Regions from separate parts of the Mus musculus genome. Here all the other regions are linked to region 1. The links are chromatin contacts, called in public promoter capture Hi-C maps. All regions are on one chromosome and are shown on one strand. The core of a region is the stretch at or near the end of the contact, and the rest is flanking DNA. Distances in the headings are between cores, read along the strand shown. Region 1 holds the start of Parp1 (poly (ADP-ribose) polymerase family, member 1). Region 2 holds the start of Kif28 (kinesin family member 28). Region 3 holds the start of Wdr26 (WD repeat domain 26).

Region 1 (4,234 bases), core at 676-3,175:
CTGAAATCTGGTCTCAAAACCAATCAACCTAATTCTGGGCATACCATTACCTTATACTTTACTAATATCCCTCTACTAGCTGTTACAATTGAGGAATCCCCAATCATAAAATAATATGAAAATATAAGCCGAAGACTATTTTGCTTTCCTGCTATATTCAAGACCGAGGGAATAATGGGTTTAATCTACAAACTGGCAAGGATGTAAATTTGCTTTCTCTTAAGCCCAGAGAGCTCTATTTATCTTCTCACAGGGAGGAGGGAACTGTGGGGTAAAGTTCAAAGACCTCAGTGGGAAATGGGGCTTTCAACTGTCCTTCAAATTCTAGCTATCTCCATCTTCCTGTCCCACTTCTGTGAATAAAAACTCTTAATCAAGCTCCCACACTTGACTGGGACATCTTGGGCTTCTCCTCCCCAGGGCATTCTGCCTAGCACTCAGTTCCATCAGATACAAGGCTTATCAATCCTTCCCATACCCCTTAACCTAGCAGGAGGAGCCCAGGACGGGTTCCCCATCCCGTCATAAATGCAAGCAACAAAGACGTCCCTAGCAGTTCCCGACATTTTTGTCACCAATGATAATTATAGACACTAACACCGTGCCTAGCTGCTTCTTAATAAATATGTATAGAATGTATGAGAACTGTGTCAAGCAAGAATGCTGAGCTAGGCAGTCTCTCCGAGGGCACCAAGATGACAGCTTCAGTTCTTCCCATAAGGAGAAATAATAGAAGCAGTGTGGTATCTTGGTACCCACTGGGTGAATGTCTTTTCCCCCTTCCCTCCCCCCCTTAAGAACTGAAGCCCCATTGAGGGCTAGCCTGCCTCTTCTAAAACACATTACTGCAGCTGGACAGCAAGGGAAATCAATTGCCTCGACCATTAGCAGCGTGAGCTTGGGTAACTGAGTGTTTGGGGGAGGTGGGAACAGGGCAGGTGAGAACCACACTAGCAAAGACGGGAAGGAATCTGCAAAACCAGAAGCCTAGGAGGCAGGAGCCACTGGAACGCCAGGACCCGTCATCCCACCACCTCCTGACCATCTCGGAAGCGTCAGTGAAGAGACCAGATAGCTGCAGAAAGCGCCGAGACCTCGGGAAGTTTGGAGAAAATGTTATTTCCAAGTAGAAATCAGGCCCAAAGCGAATGCACTGTAAAGAAATGGCACTGCTTTGCATAACTAAAATAGAAATACCGAGAGTGAGCGGATGTTGAAAGGATCATCAAAAATAGGCTTAAGGGGAAAAAAAAATCTTCTGTATTCATGGAGGACAATAATCTTCCGGGACAAGATAGGCCCAAATCAGAGCAGCTTTAAAGACCGCGCGCACACCCTCCACCCCGACGCCGAGAAGGCAGTGAAATAAACAAAAACTCTGCGACCATCCAGACCCAGCGAAGAGGCAGGCCCCTTGTCTTTACAAAGCCAGAGGCACTTACGCCAGATGCTCTTACTTCCCGGGCTTTTCTTGCAGGGTAAGCGCAATGTCCCGGAAGGGGTCGGCCCAATGGGCCTCAAGGACCTCCGCGGCAGCGCCGCGGGTCTTTCCCGCCCTTCTCTCCCGGTCCGGCTGAGCCGCAGGGCGGAGTGAGGCGGCCCCGAGCCCACACAGCCGCCCAGGCCGCGTCGCCCTGCGCCTCCGGCCCGGCCCCGTCGCACCTGCACCATGATGGCCATGCGGAGGGAGTCCTTGGGAATACTCTCGCTGCATTTCTTGCAAGAGGCGCGCCCGCTCTTCGCGTACTCCACTCGATAAAGCCTCTCCGAGGCCTCCGCCATCCTCCTTCTCGTGCTGCAGCGGCAGCCCGACGCCGCCGCTGGTGCGCTCCGCTAACGTGTCGGTTTCCCCCGCAAGCGTGCAGAGCCGCCTCCGCTCAGGATAGATTACTGATGCCTAGCGGCGGGACCGCCCCCCCAAGCTCGCGCGCGGAGGGCGGGGCCTCAGCTCATAGGGCGGGGCTTCAGCACGTGTCCTTGGGAGGTTGGGTCCCAGCGCGACTGCGCCTGTGCACGCTGGTCTCTGCCTCTGGGAAGGGGCCAGGGCGGGGACCCGGGGAATCTGACAGGCGCCACCCCTTTTGTCGGTTTGTCCCAGAAAGGCTTTTTGTTCGCCCAAATAATTCCACCTCACCCACTTGCATTTTTTTCTAGGTATGTCTAGAGCGAACCCTGCTGACCCTAAGTGTAGTATTCTGCTTTGCAGCCTCCACATTGCTGACACAGAAAACCAACTAAAGCCTGATTTTTCATTCTTAGTAAACTTAAATGCATAACTATAAATTCCAAGAGAATGAGCAGAACCCGTGACAGTTGGTAGTAGTTACAACAGATGTCGTGTGTTCTCATCCCCCATCTCCGCGCTAACACAGGACAGGGTGTCTCAGTGTTGCCCTGGCTGCCCTGAAACTTGTTCTGTAGATCAGGCTGGCCTTGAACTCACAGGGATCCATGTGCCTTTGCCTCCTGAGTGCTTGGGATTAAGGGCGTGTGACACCATCTCCGGCAACAGATATTTTCCTGGGGAGATCCCAAAATATTTTAGGTTATCGACAATTAAAGTTATAGGTATTGTTAAACTTGCTACTGTTAGATCTTGTTATTTAATGTAGCACTACAATCTTTAACATTATTGGTCTTTTTTTTTTTTTAATAATTATATGAGCGTGATGCAGGGTCTCACTATAAAGCCCTGGCTGGCCATGAAGATGAAGTCGGCTTCAAACTCACAGAGATCCACTTGCCTGTGTCCTAAAGTGTGGGTAAACTGCATGTCTGGCAGCAAACTGGCTGGTGAGCTGTGGCCTACTTGTCTATGAATCATTCCTGATTGAGCAGGTATGAACTGGCTCTAGGTATCTGCTTTGTGCTTCCTCTGTTGCTGCTCTTTTTCTAACCCTGCCCTCCCTTGTTGAGACCCTCTCGTGGCAGAGAGAGACAGGACACATGGCTGTTCCCTAACCTAGTCCAGGGAGTGGGGTCCTTCCACTTTGCCTTGTAACTGATCCCGTGGGTAACCACCCCAGCAAATTCTCCTTTGCTGCAGAGGGTCTAAACCAGGCAGGCTAGCCTATCTCAGACTTAAAAAACAGAAAATCTCCCAGACCAAATTACAATGTGTGAATTGCAGGCATGTTTTGCCTGTATAAATATTTATATATCATGTGTGTTTGGTGTTTGCTGAGTCCAGAAGACGTTTTCATATCTCCTGACTGGAGGAAGTTACAGATGGTTGTGAGCTGCCATGCAGGAACTGGGACTCGAACCCAAGTCCTCTGAAAGAGTAACCAGTACTTTTAACCTCTGAGCCATCTCTCCATACTCTCCCCCTTGCAATAAACAAACAAACAAACAAAAAAAAAAAAAACAGGCCGGACGTGGTGGCCTTTAATCCCAGCCCTCCGGAGGCAGAGGCAGGTGGATTTCTGAGTTCAAGGCCAGCCTGATCTACAGAGTGAGTTCCAGGACAGCCAGGGCTACACAGAGAAACCCTGTCTGGAAAACAAAACAAAACAAAACAAAACAAAAACAACTTAGGAACCGTTGCATTTACTTGGAAGTCTTCAGAATGTCCACAAACAGCTGCAGCTTGCCCACTACAAAGACATGTGCAGTGAAGAGCACACGTCCGTCATTTGTCCACTCATCTTTAGTCTGTCTGCAGAAATGCAGGATTTAATGTGATAGCTACTTCAAGCCATTGCTGCCTTGACTTCCCCACCATGATGGACTAAGAGTAAAATAAACCCTTTCTCCATGACTCACTTTCGCCATGTCATTGTATCATGGCGATGAGGAAGGAAGCCAAGACAGCTTAAAATGTTTTTTTTTCTAAATTCCATATTATAAATATGTACACTCAGACAGACAGACAGACATGCACACACCTATATGTTTCGGACATAGAGTCTCATGGAACCCAGACTTATCTTTATCTTGCTATATAGCCAAGGTTGGCCTTGAAATCATTGCCTGCCTCTGTTGTCCCAAGTACTGGGATTACAGTGTATGCTGCTATGCTTAGCTCTTAATATTATTAAGGAAAATCCATTTTGTTTATGTATATGTGTGTGTGGGGATATGTACCCCGTATGTGGTTGTGCCCTCAGAGGCTAAAAGAGGGTATCAGAACTTCCGAAACTGATGTGACAGGGGGTTGTGAGTTACCCATCATGGGTACTGAGAAGCAAACGTGAGCCTTCTGTAAAAGCAATATTTCTATCTGGAAGCCATC
Region 2 (4,234 bases), core at 1,110-3,609, 820 kb after region 1:
GTCAGAGAGCCAGAGGGCTCTGTGTAGGACCTAGGAGGGTTAGCAATGCTTGACTCCTTGTCTGAGCAGGGTACTTTTTTAATCAGTACTTTAAATGTTTGATTACAGCCAGGTGGTAGTGGTGCGTGCCTCTAATCCTGGAACTCAGGAAGCAGGAGGAGGTGGATCTCTGAGTTTGAGGTCAATCTGGTCTACAAAATGAGTTCCAGGGCTACAGAGAGACAGAAATAGAGAAGCCCTGTCTAGAAAATCAAACTCTTAATTGCTTAAGCAATTTATATTTTTAAATTTCTAACCCATAGGAGAGTGACCCTAAACCATTAGAGATCATAGAACAAAAACCAAAAAGAAGCAGGACTGTGAAGACAAGAGCAAGCAGGTAAGCAGCACTAGCCCCATCTTCCGTTCATCCCCTGGAGCCAAGAGGGTGCTAGAAAGGGTGAGACCACTTCTCACACAAGCCTAGCCTTGACATTGTGGAGTTCAGCACTTGAAGTTAACATTCGCCACAGAGTGAAGACATACAGTTTATTGTCCACTTGGCGTGGTTGGAAGAGAAGATAGTCTACCTCTTCATTAATTTAAGTCCCACAGCTGTCTCACTACTTAGCAGTATTACTGCATGTGTGGTAAATATGTCCATGTGAGATGCCTTTGTGTAGCAGGACTCTCAGGCTGTGCTTAGGCTTGGCTGACAAATGAAAGTACAAATTCCTTCAACGCGACACAGTTGGCACCGCTCACATGTACACTGCCTTTGTATATGTTCATGCCACTTGCTACTGTTTATAAATTCGTGGGTCTGCTGGCTCTCATCCCATGAGCTGACTATAGGTACGTGGGCCATCCTTGTAACTGCAGAATTTTAGACATATCTGTGGCTGAGTATGCCCCCCGGCACACATGGGGACGCGGTGGGTGGTGAGGCCTTAACCCTGCCTGCAAGTCCACTCTCCAGGTCTCTGCGAGAGAAGCACTTGACCAGACAGCACTTTGTGCCCATTCCTACTTGACTGTATCTTTCTTTCAGAAACACAGGAAAAGGAAGTTCTTGGTCACCTCCTCCTGTAGAAATTAAGCTGGTTTCTCCCTTGGCGAGTCCAGTGGATGAAATAAAGACCGGCAAGCCAAGAAAAACTGCAGAAATAGCAGGAAAAACTCTTGGAAGGGGCAGAAAGAAGCCATCTTCTTTTCCAAAGCAAATTTTACGCAGGAAAATGCTGTAATTTTTAGCCCAAGATTTTAACACGCACCTGTTTGTAAAAGTCAACAGTATTTGTGTGGATTATTAAAGTCACCAATTTGGATGGAAATACTTTATATAAATTGTACAATTTTGTAAGCAGTAAATGAGTAACTCCACATGGAGTGCAGTTCTTGTAGTGCAGGCGTTTTATACGACTTGATGCGTTTATATCAATGTAAATATGACTTATCATTGGGAGGTTAAATAAACTACTGTAAAGTACACTGTGTGTCTGGTAGATTTTTGAGAGGAGCTTTCTGTTTGAGTTGTAATTTTATATGCTACTGGACATATGTTCATATCCTTTCTTTACAGTTAAGATACTAGAACTGTCTTAAAATGAGGGCGATGAACTATTGATTATTTTTAACATTGCTGTTTTATAATGTATGCACTTTGATGCTGTTCCTCGGATCTCTGGTCAGTACCTGTGCTCATTGGGCTTTGCCTGATACTGTGTTGAATTTGAATTGTGGGCATGTGATTTTGCCTTTTTGTAGTTTTACAAATGTTGTGTAATCTACCTCAAATGAGTAATTTTCCAGTACTGCATCGGTTTCCTAGCTAGCAGTTCTCTTCAGTAACTTAAGGACTATCTTGTCTCTCAGTTCAGAGACTTAATTATCCAGGTTAGATTGACCGGTTTCACTGCTTCCTAGCAACCTCATGGAAGGATTGAAGAAAGAAATAAAACAGTGCACCGACGTGTGCCTGCTGCTGAGAAGAGGAGCCGACAAGGTTTAGACTTCCCATGCTGTGAAAGAGCTTGCGACTTCGTCACAGGAGCCTCTCTAGTATTCAGGTTTTAAACTGGTAACTGCCACAGAACCTCAGGCACAGGTTACAGAGAATGGAAGAGTGTGAGCAGATGTCGGAAAAGAGGAAAGGAACCCTCTTTTCTGCAGCGTGTGTACCGTTGGTAATGGCGCCTGATGGAAGCCATGATGTTCATCAATAAATAAGTGTTGTCAAATAATTTATGACAGGTAATTGATAGTGTGTAATGAATGGACGCTTAATAATTGATACCTAAAAGCAGACTTTGTCAGCTAAGCTTTGGATGTTTTCGTGAGCAGTGTGCTTTGTGTGTTATTTTTCTACCGAGTAGCATCATGGATAATGAGAAAATGGGGAGAGTGCCTGTGCCGAGATCGGACAGTGTGAGAGTGGCCGTCCGGGTGCGGCCGTTCAGCCAGGTCAGTCCATGCTCATTGCCTTGCTGACAATTACTGCCTGATTTTATTAATTTTTTAATAATAGTTTCTGAATTTGTATTTAAGCTGCTTGTCATTTATGAAATATTAAACTTATTTAAATGGATTTGTCAAATGATTCACAAAAGCTCTAAGCATAATTTAGTAAACATTTAATTTCATTCCTTGGTACAAGTAGCACAATAAAAAAAACTGACAAGAGAAATACTGTCAAGTTAATAATTATTTAACCAGTGCAGTTTGCTAAATAGAGATGTGCGGTGTCTGTTTTTACTGCATGTCGGTGTGGGGCAGAGATGTCAGTTGGTAAGTGTGCTTGCCTACCGTGCATGAATCCCTAGGGTAGCTCATCAGCACTCTATGAAATGAGGCACAGAGATGTGTGGAATGCCAGCTTGAGGCGAGGCAACCTACTAGAAGCTCAGTTTTTATCCTTGGCTATGTTGTACATTCAAGGCCAGCTTGCACTACATGAAACACCAAGAAATGTTTATCTTAAAAGTAAGTCTTGCCACATGTGGACACGTCAGTGATCCCAACATAGAAAGCTAAGGTAGCAGAGTCATGTTCCTGACCAGACTTCAGTCACATAATGAGAACGTGCCAGTGTGCACTTACATGTTAGTTTTATGGAAACACTGCTCATGAGATCTCATGCGCAAGGCTGCCTCCTCCCCTTGGCTGTGCCCCATCTACCTAGCATACATGGGCACACTCTGCATACCACTCAAGTCAGAAGAACTGGAACTAAGCTCTTCCACAGGTTCCAGAGAGGATGCTGTTCTGTAAGAAGCTTGCCACAGAGGTAGAGAGCTGTGCTGTGTGTTCCCAGTGGAACCTGCTATCCCCCTTTCCATTATAGCACGCTTGTCTTTGCCCACTGTGACCAGTGAAGTTTTGTTACTCTATGACTGCTAGAAAGTGCTAGAGCTAAAGAGAAGTGTCCAGGCAGCTGGAGAGGGTGCAGTGTGTAAGAGCACTGGCTATTGCAAAAGACTTGGGTTCTATTCTCTCCTTGCCTGAGAGCCCAATTTATGCATCTGCAGGTGGCAGCAAACTTCACTGTCACCCCCTGGTAGGAGGTACAGAGAGCTCCTGGAGCAGGCAATGTCCCAGTGTGAGACTATGCTAATGCCATGTGGCTCGTTCCCATCAGCTCTGTGGTGGGCCCAGTCATCACACTAGGTGTGGAAGGAGAAGCTTTCGATCATGTGAGAGTTCTGCAAATTACATCTTTGCCATACAGGAAATGAGAAGTTTGCACTTTGTACCTTGCAACCCTTGTGCAAGCAAACACACACATACCAGGTCAAGAACTGAAAGGATTTTACCTGCTACTCACCTCCAAGGAATGTCTGAGATATCCAGGATCCTGAATCTTGATGCCACCAGCTCGTACCCTCATGAGTACATATGATGGATGAATACACAGTCCCTACTGTGTCACCTTAACGACTCTAATCTTCACTGATTAGCATAGTGTAGACATATAGTAGAGACAGGCCATGCTGGCAAGCAAGAAAACCAGGTTCTCAGGCACTCTGCTTTGTGATAGTTGGTCTGTGTGACAAGACCTACAATGTTCAGTTCAACGGATCTAATGATATGGAACACTCAAGATGGTATTGGCTAAGGTACGGGTAGTGTACATGAGACCAAGAGAAGGTGTAGGTTCCTCTAGCACCTGTACAGTCAGGATGGGAGGTATCAAGCCTTACCAAAAGTCAAGCCCCATCTGGCTCGATCACTGTTGAGACTGTTGAAGGAACATGAG
Region 3 (4,234 bases), core at 713-3,212, 640 kb before region 1:
CAACTATACATTTTTTTTTTAACATGTGGGTAACATGAGGTTACTAAAGCCTTCTGAATGTGAAGAACAGTATTCCAAAATTATTGCAAGTGGAGCCGAAACCTGTCTCTAAAGGCTCTAGAGTCAGACAATAAGCTCCCAATGTTTTACTATAGATAAAAGGGGCACATGCATATGGATTTCATAAATTCAAGAACTTCTAAGAGGCATCTAGGCTACTCTGAGGTGAAAAGCTGAGATGTGCGCACTGAGCCTGGATGGTGATGAAGTCCTAGTCATTGCTCCTCTCCTCTCCCCCTTTGTTAAGGAGTGGAAACCTGGCCTATAGTTAAATGGTCCTTTTCTTTATAAAAGCTACAGACTTTACTCAAACTAAGCTCCTGACTTGATCCACCTGAAGGTTGCTAGGAACCAGTAGATTACGATAAACCATTTTTCAGAAAGTAAATTTTGCCTAAACACTAACAACCTTCATGATAATGAGATTTCTAAAGTTGCTGTACAGGGCTCTATGAGGGCATTGACTATCTAGTAATTCTGGCTCTGCTGGATATACTGTCTGTGCCCTATGAACCTCAGCTAAAATGAAGGTCTGTCTCAGGTGAATACAAACACCGTATGTGAGTCACTTTGCAATTACAGCTGACACCTGAAAGCATATTTAAAGCATGACAGCCACAATGCTAGATCTCTGTAAGACTGCCCTGGTCTCTGTCTCTCTTCCCAGTCTCAAGATGAAGAGAGCTCAGGATTCTTGACAAATCATAGGCTAATTTTTATTACACTTCTAAATTTAAAAAAGGCTGTCCCCAAAGACCTAAAAATTACTGAGCTGTGAGTGTTGTAAATTTCAGAGACATAAGATGTATTGCTTAAGGCTGTTGGGTCTGTTTGTTTGGTCTTTTTGTTGTTGTTTTCCTCCCAAATGGAAGTCACGTCAGGAAAAATATCTGTCCACACCAGGTCTACATGCTACGACCCAAGTCCATGAAACTGACTAGGGCCCCATGGACCATTTGCCACAGAGTAACATAGTTACTCAGTTCTCTGCTGCTGTGTTTCTCCACTCAAGAAAGCCGTTTAAAGCGCTGGGACAGTGAAACTCCGGCCACTTGAAAATTTCAAACCAGAATCTGAAACGGTGCCCCAATCCCACCCCTCGGTCAGAGGTACAGGAACCAGGAACAAGACATCTGAGCGAGCACTTAAAAGAAAGACAAAACAAACCTAGTAAAACTCCAAAGCAAAGCGCCTCTACACACCCTCAGCCTTTGAAACGTCTTGCCCCCACGAGTTGTTGTTTTTCCTCCCAGAGGGAAGGCAGTTTACGGCCGACTTCGCCTTCCCAGGGTGGAGCACACTCAGCTCTGCTGTCATCTCCCTTGTCCTGGACTGACACGGATACAACTGTGTGTGGTGCTTGGCTGTGCAAGTTCAAGTGTTTCCACCCTAAACCGAGGCAGTGGTTAAATCCTGAGTGCAGAGCAAGAAGCCGGTGGCCAGGGGCCTAGCACACCCTTGTGCTCGAAGTCACAAGCTGCAAAACCAGGCCGCCGGCGGCCCCACCCTGGCCCGTGCCAGTGCGTCTGCGGCCCCCTCCACGCCGGCCGCTCGCTCCTTTCTGGGTCACTCAGGGTGCAGGGCGAGGACGTGATCTCCGCCTCCCACCCTGCAGGGCCCCGGAGCGAGGCTGCGAACTTACTGCAGGCCGAGCTCGCACGCCTGACCCGGGGAGCCAGGGCGGCCTCGCACAGGCGGGCCAGGTCGTGCTGAGTCGCGCCTCCCCGCCGGGGCCGGACCCCCACCCCCGGCCGCCCTCGCCTTCACCCCACGGCCTCACCCCGGCCGCCGGACACACACGTGCCGGGTGACAGCCCCCTATAGGTTCCATACCTGCTGCCGGAAGTGAGCGAGGAGGGCAGTATAGGCATTTCCTGTGACGCCAGCGCCCGGACTCCATTAGACAGCAGCTGGGGGAAGAATCAACACACCAGGGAGCGGAGCGGCGCGGACCCAGCACCGAGGCGGCCGCTGCCTCCGCCGCCGCCTCCGCCGCCGCCGTCCGGGCTCCCAGCTTCGGGCCCGCGCCCCCCCCAGTGCCCGCGAGCCCCCGGGCCGCGCCGCGAGCGCCTCCGGAGGGGGGGGGAAGGGCCCGGTCCTCCTTCTCCCCCTCCTCCCGCCCCGCCGACCCCCGCCGCGCCCCGCCGGCCTCCCACCACGGCCTCTCTCGGCGAGGAAACTCTGGCCTCCGCTTCCTCCTCCTCCGACTCGGACGCCGGCGGAGCCTCCCCGCCCCCGCGAAAGAAGCCCCGAGCCTCGGCGGCGGAGGGAGCAGGAGAGCCCGGGGCCTCGGCGGGCCGAGCAGGCCTCCCCCCCCCGCCCTCGCCCTCGCCGGCCGCCTCCTCCTCCTCCTCCTCCGTGGTGGTGGTGGTGGGACTGCCTCCGGCCGCCCCCGCCGCCCCGCAGCGGAGCAGCGGCCACAGCCTGGTCAGCGGCGGCACCATGCAGGCCAACGGGGCGGGAGGAGGCGGCGGCGGGGGCGGCGGGGGCCAGGGCCAGACCCCGGAGCTCGCCTGCCTGTCGGCGCAGAACGGGGAGTCGTCCCCTTCGGCGACGTCCGCGGGGGACCTGGCCCACGCCAACGGGCTCCTGCCTGCCGCCCCCTCCGCCGCTGGCAACAATAGCAACAGCCTGAGTGTCAATAACGGGGTTCCCGGCGGGGCCGCCGCGGCCTCCGCCACCGCCGCCGCCGCCCAGGCCACCCCCGAGCTGGGCAGCAGCCTCAAGAAGAAGAAGCGGCTCTCGCAGTCCGATGAGGATGTCATTAGGCTCATAGGACAGCACCTCAATGGCCTAGGGCTCAAGTAAGTGTCCGTCCTACAACTGGTGAGGGCCAGGCCGGGGCCGAGCGGCCGGGTGGGTTGCGGGGACCCCGGGGCCCAGTGCGCAGGAGGCCGGGGACAGACAGCCCTGGGGGGGGGGGCGGTGGAGGGGAGGTCTAGGAAAGGGAATCGGCCCGATGTCTTAAGGCCAGCCGAGCCGCCTGGGCTGGGGAGGGGTAGTGGAAACCCAGGGCGACCCCTCCCCGCGCACCTCCAGAGCAGGATTGTCTGTCCGGGAAGGCGGACACCGAGGTTGTTTATGCTGGGGGAGGGGTGGATCAGAGCGGTGGAAATAATGAACCTTGGAGGATTTGTTTTTCAAGTGTGTCTCAGAGGCATCTTTGTGGGACACCTCCCCACCCCCACCCCTGACCGACAGCAGCCCAGGCAAACTACCAATCAGGAAGGACAGTCGCCTACAAGTGTTTATGGGAACTAAGGGGCTGGCATAATTTGGAAAGAGGCTGTCGAGTAAATCTGATGGGAATAATGAAGTCAGATACCCAGTGGAAGTCATGCAGACAGAGGCCGTGTGTGTGTGTGTGTGTGTGTGTGTGTGTGTGTGTGTGTGTACACACTAGAGGCCTAGCACTAGTAAAATCCCACTTCAAAACCCAGAAGGTTTTCTTTTGAAAATGTGATGTCAGGTCTGGTGAATCATTGGTTTTCAAATACAGTTTGGGTGGTCATTAATGTAGGGTGAAGGTAGACAGCGGGTCCAACCAAAACGCATCTGTTTTGAACACACAGGAAAGAAAAGCTGAGGGAGTTGAGGTAGGGTTGGTGGGAGTGTCCTGGAGCTGAGTGAAGGTGGCAGAGCCAGGAGCTGACAGTAAACAAGCAACAGTTTCTTAGAGTCAAGGCGAATTTGAAGGCAACCAGACCAGGGATTTTGGTTTTGTTTGGTTTTGCTTTGTGTGTGTGTGTGTGTGTGTGTGTGTGTGTGTGTGGAGAGAGAGAGAGAGAGAGAGAGAGAGAGAGCGCACCCGTGCATTGGTTGGGAAAGGGGCAGATCTGCATTTTCTCAGTGACAGAAGTATTTCCACTCCCAAGCTGATAATTGCACTGTTGAGCTGAAAAATGGGGAGCGCTAAAGAAACACCGAACCAAACCATGAACAGCTCCCAGAGAAAAATCCAGAAAGGTTTCACTTTAGTCCCCAAGGAAAAGGAAAAGTGTGAAAATAAATTTTGTGAATGCTAACAGAATATATTACTGAGGGAAGCAGTAAGCTGACAGCAGCAGGCGGAAATAACTCGTGACTGTTTGGAGCCTACAGCATAGTAAATTGGCTATTTTTAGTATGGAGAGAAAGGAAAGGGTTTGGGGTGCTGGACTTGTTTTAATTGTAA

The links. Promoter capture Hi-C pulls out the DNA fragments that hold promoters and counts their contacts.
Region 2: a promoter capture Hi-C map of embryonic stem cells shows a contact between it and region 1, with 4 times the contacts expected there. The contact joins the promoter of Kif28 here to the promoter of Parp1 in region 1. A contact is called at or near these places in 6 of 39 promoter capture datasets (the 3T3-L1 cell line, cranial neural crest, embryonic stem cells and 2 more), 2 of 484 Hi-C or Micro-C datasets (embryonic stem cells and nephron progenitors) and 1 of 115 datasets of contacts at active chromatin or transcription factors (embryonic stem cells).
Region 3: a promoter capture Hi-C map of stem cell-derived epiblast-like cells shows a contact between it and region 1, with 2.2 times the contacts expected there. The contact joins the promoter of Wdr26 here to the promoter of Parp1 in region 1.

What each region holds. Positions count from the first base shown.
Region 1 is chr1:180,566,582-180,570,815 of GRCm38.p6, reverse strand. Parp1 (poly (ADP-ribose) polymerase family, member 1) reads right to left here and starts at 1,925. Exons shown (of 23, transcript NM_007415.3): 1 at 1,663-1,925. The coding sequence starts at 1,782. It overlaps Gm31986 (a long non-coding RNA gene), which reads left to right and starts at 1,917. Exons shown (of 4, transcript XR_001779573.2): 1 at 1,917-2,838.
Region 2 is chr1:179,743,325-179,747,558 of GRCm38.p6, reverse strand. It overlaps Kif28 (kinesin family member 28), which reads left to right and starts at 2,359. Exons shown (of 23, transcript NM_001370897.1): 1 at 2,359-2,442. The coding sequence starts at 2,359. Ahctf1 (AT hook containing transcription factor 1) reads left to right here. Exons shown (of 36, transcript NM_026375.2): 35 at 303-379; 36 at 1,031-2,655. The coding sequence ends at 1,226.
Region 3 is chr1:181,209,706-181,213,939 of GRCm38.p6, reverse strand. Wdr26 (WD repeat domain 26) reads left to right here and starts at 1,962. Exons shown (of 14, transcript NM_145514.5): 1 at 1,962-2,864. The coding sequence starts at 2,503. Gm38664 reads right to left here and starts at 2,504. Exons shown (of 6, transcript XM_011238899.2): 1 at 2,441-2,504; 2 at 1,894-2,130. The coding sequence starts at 2,504.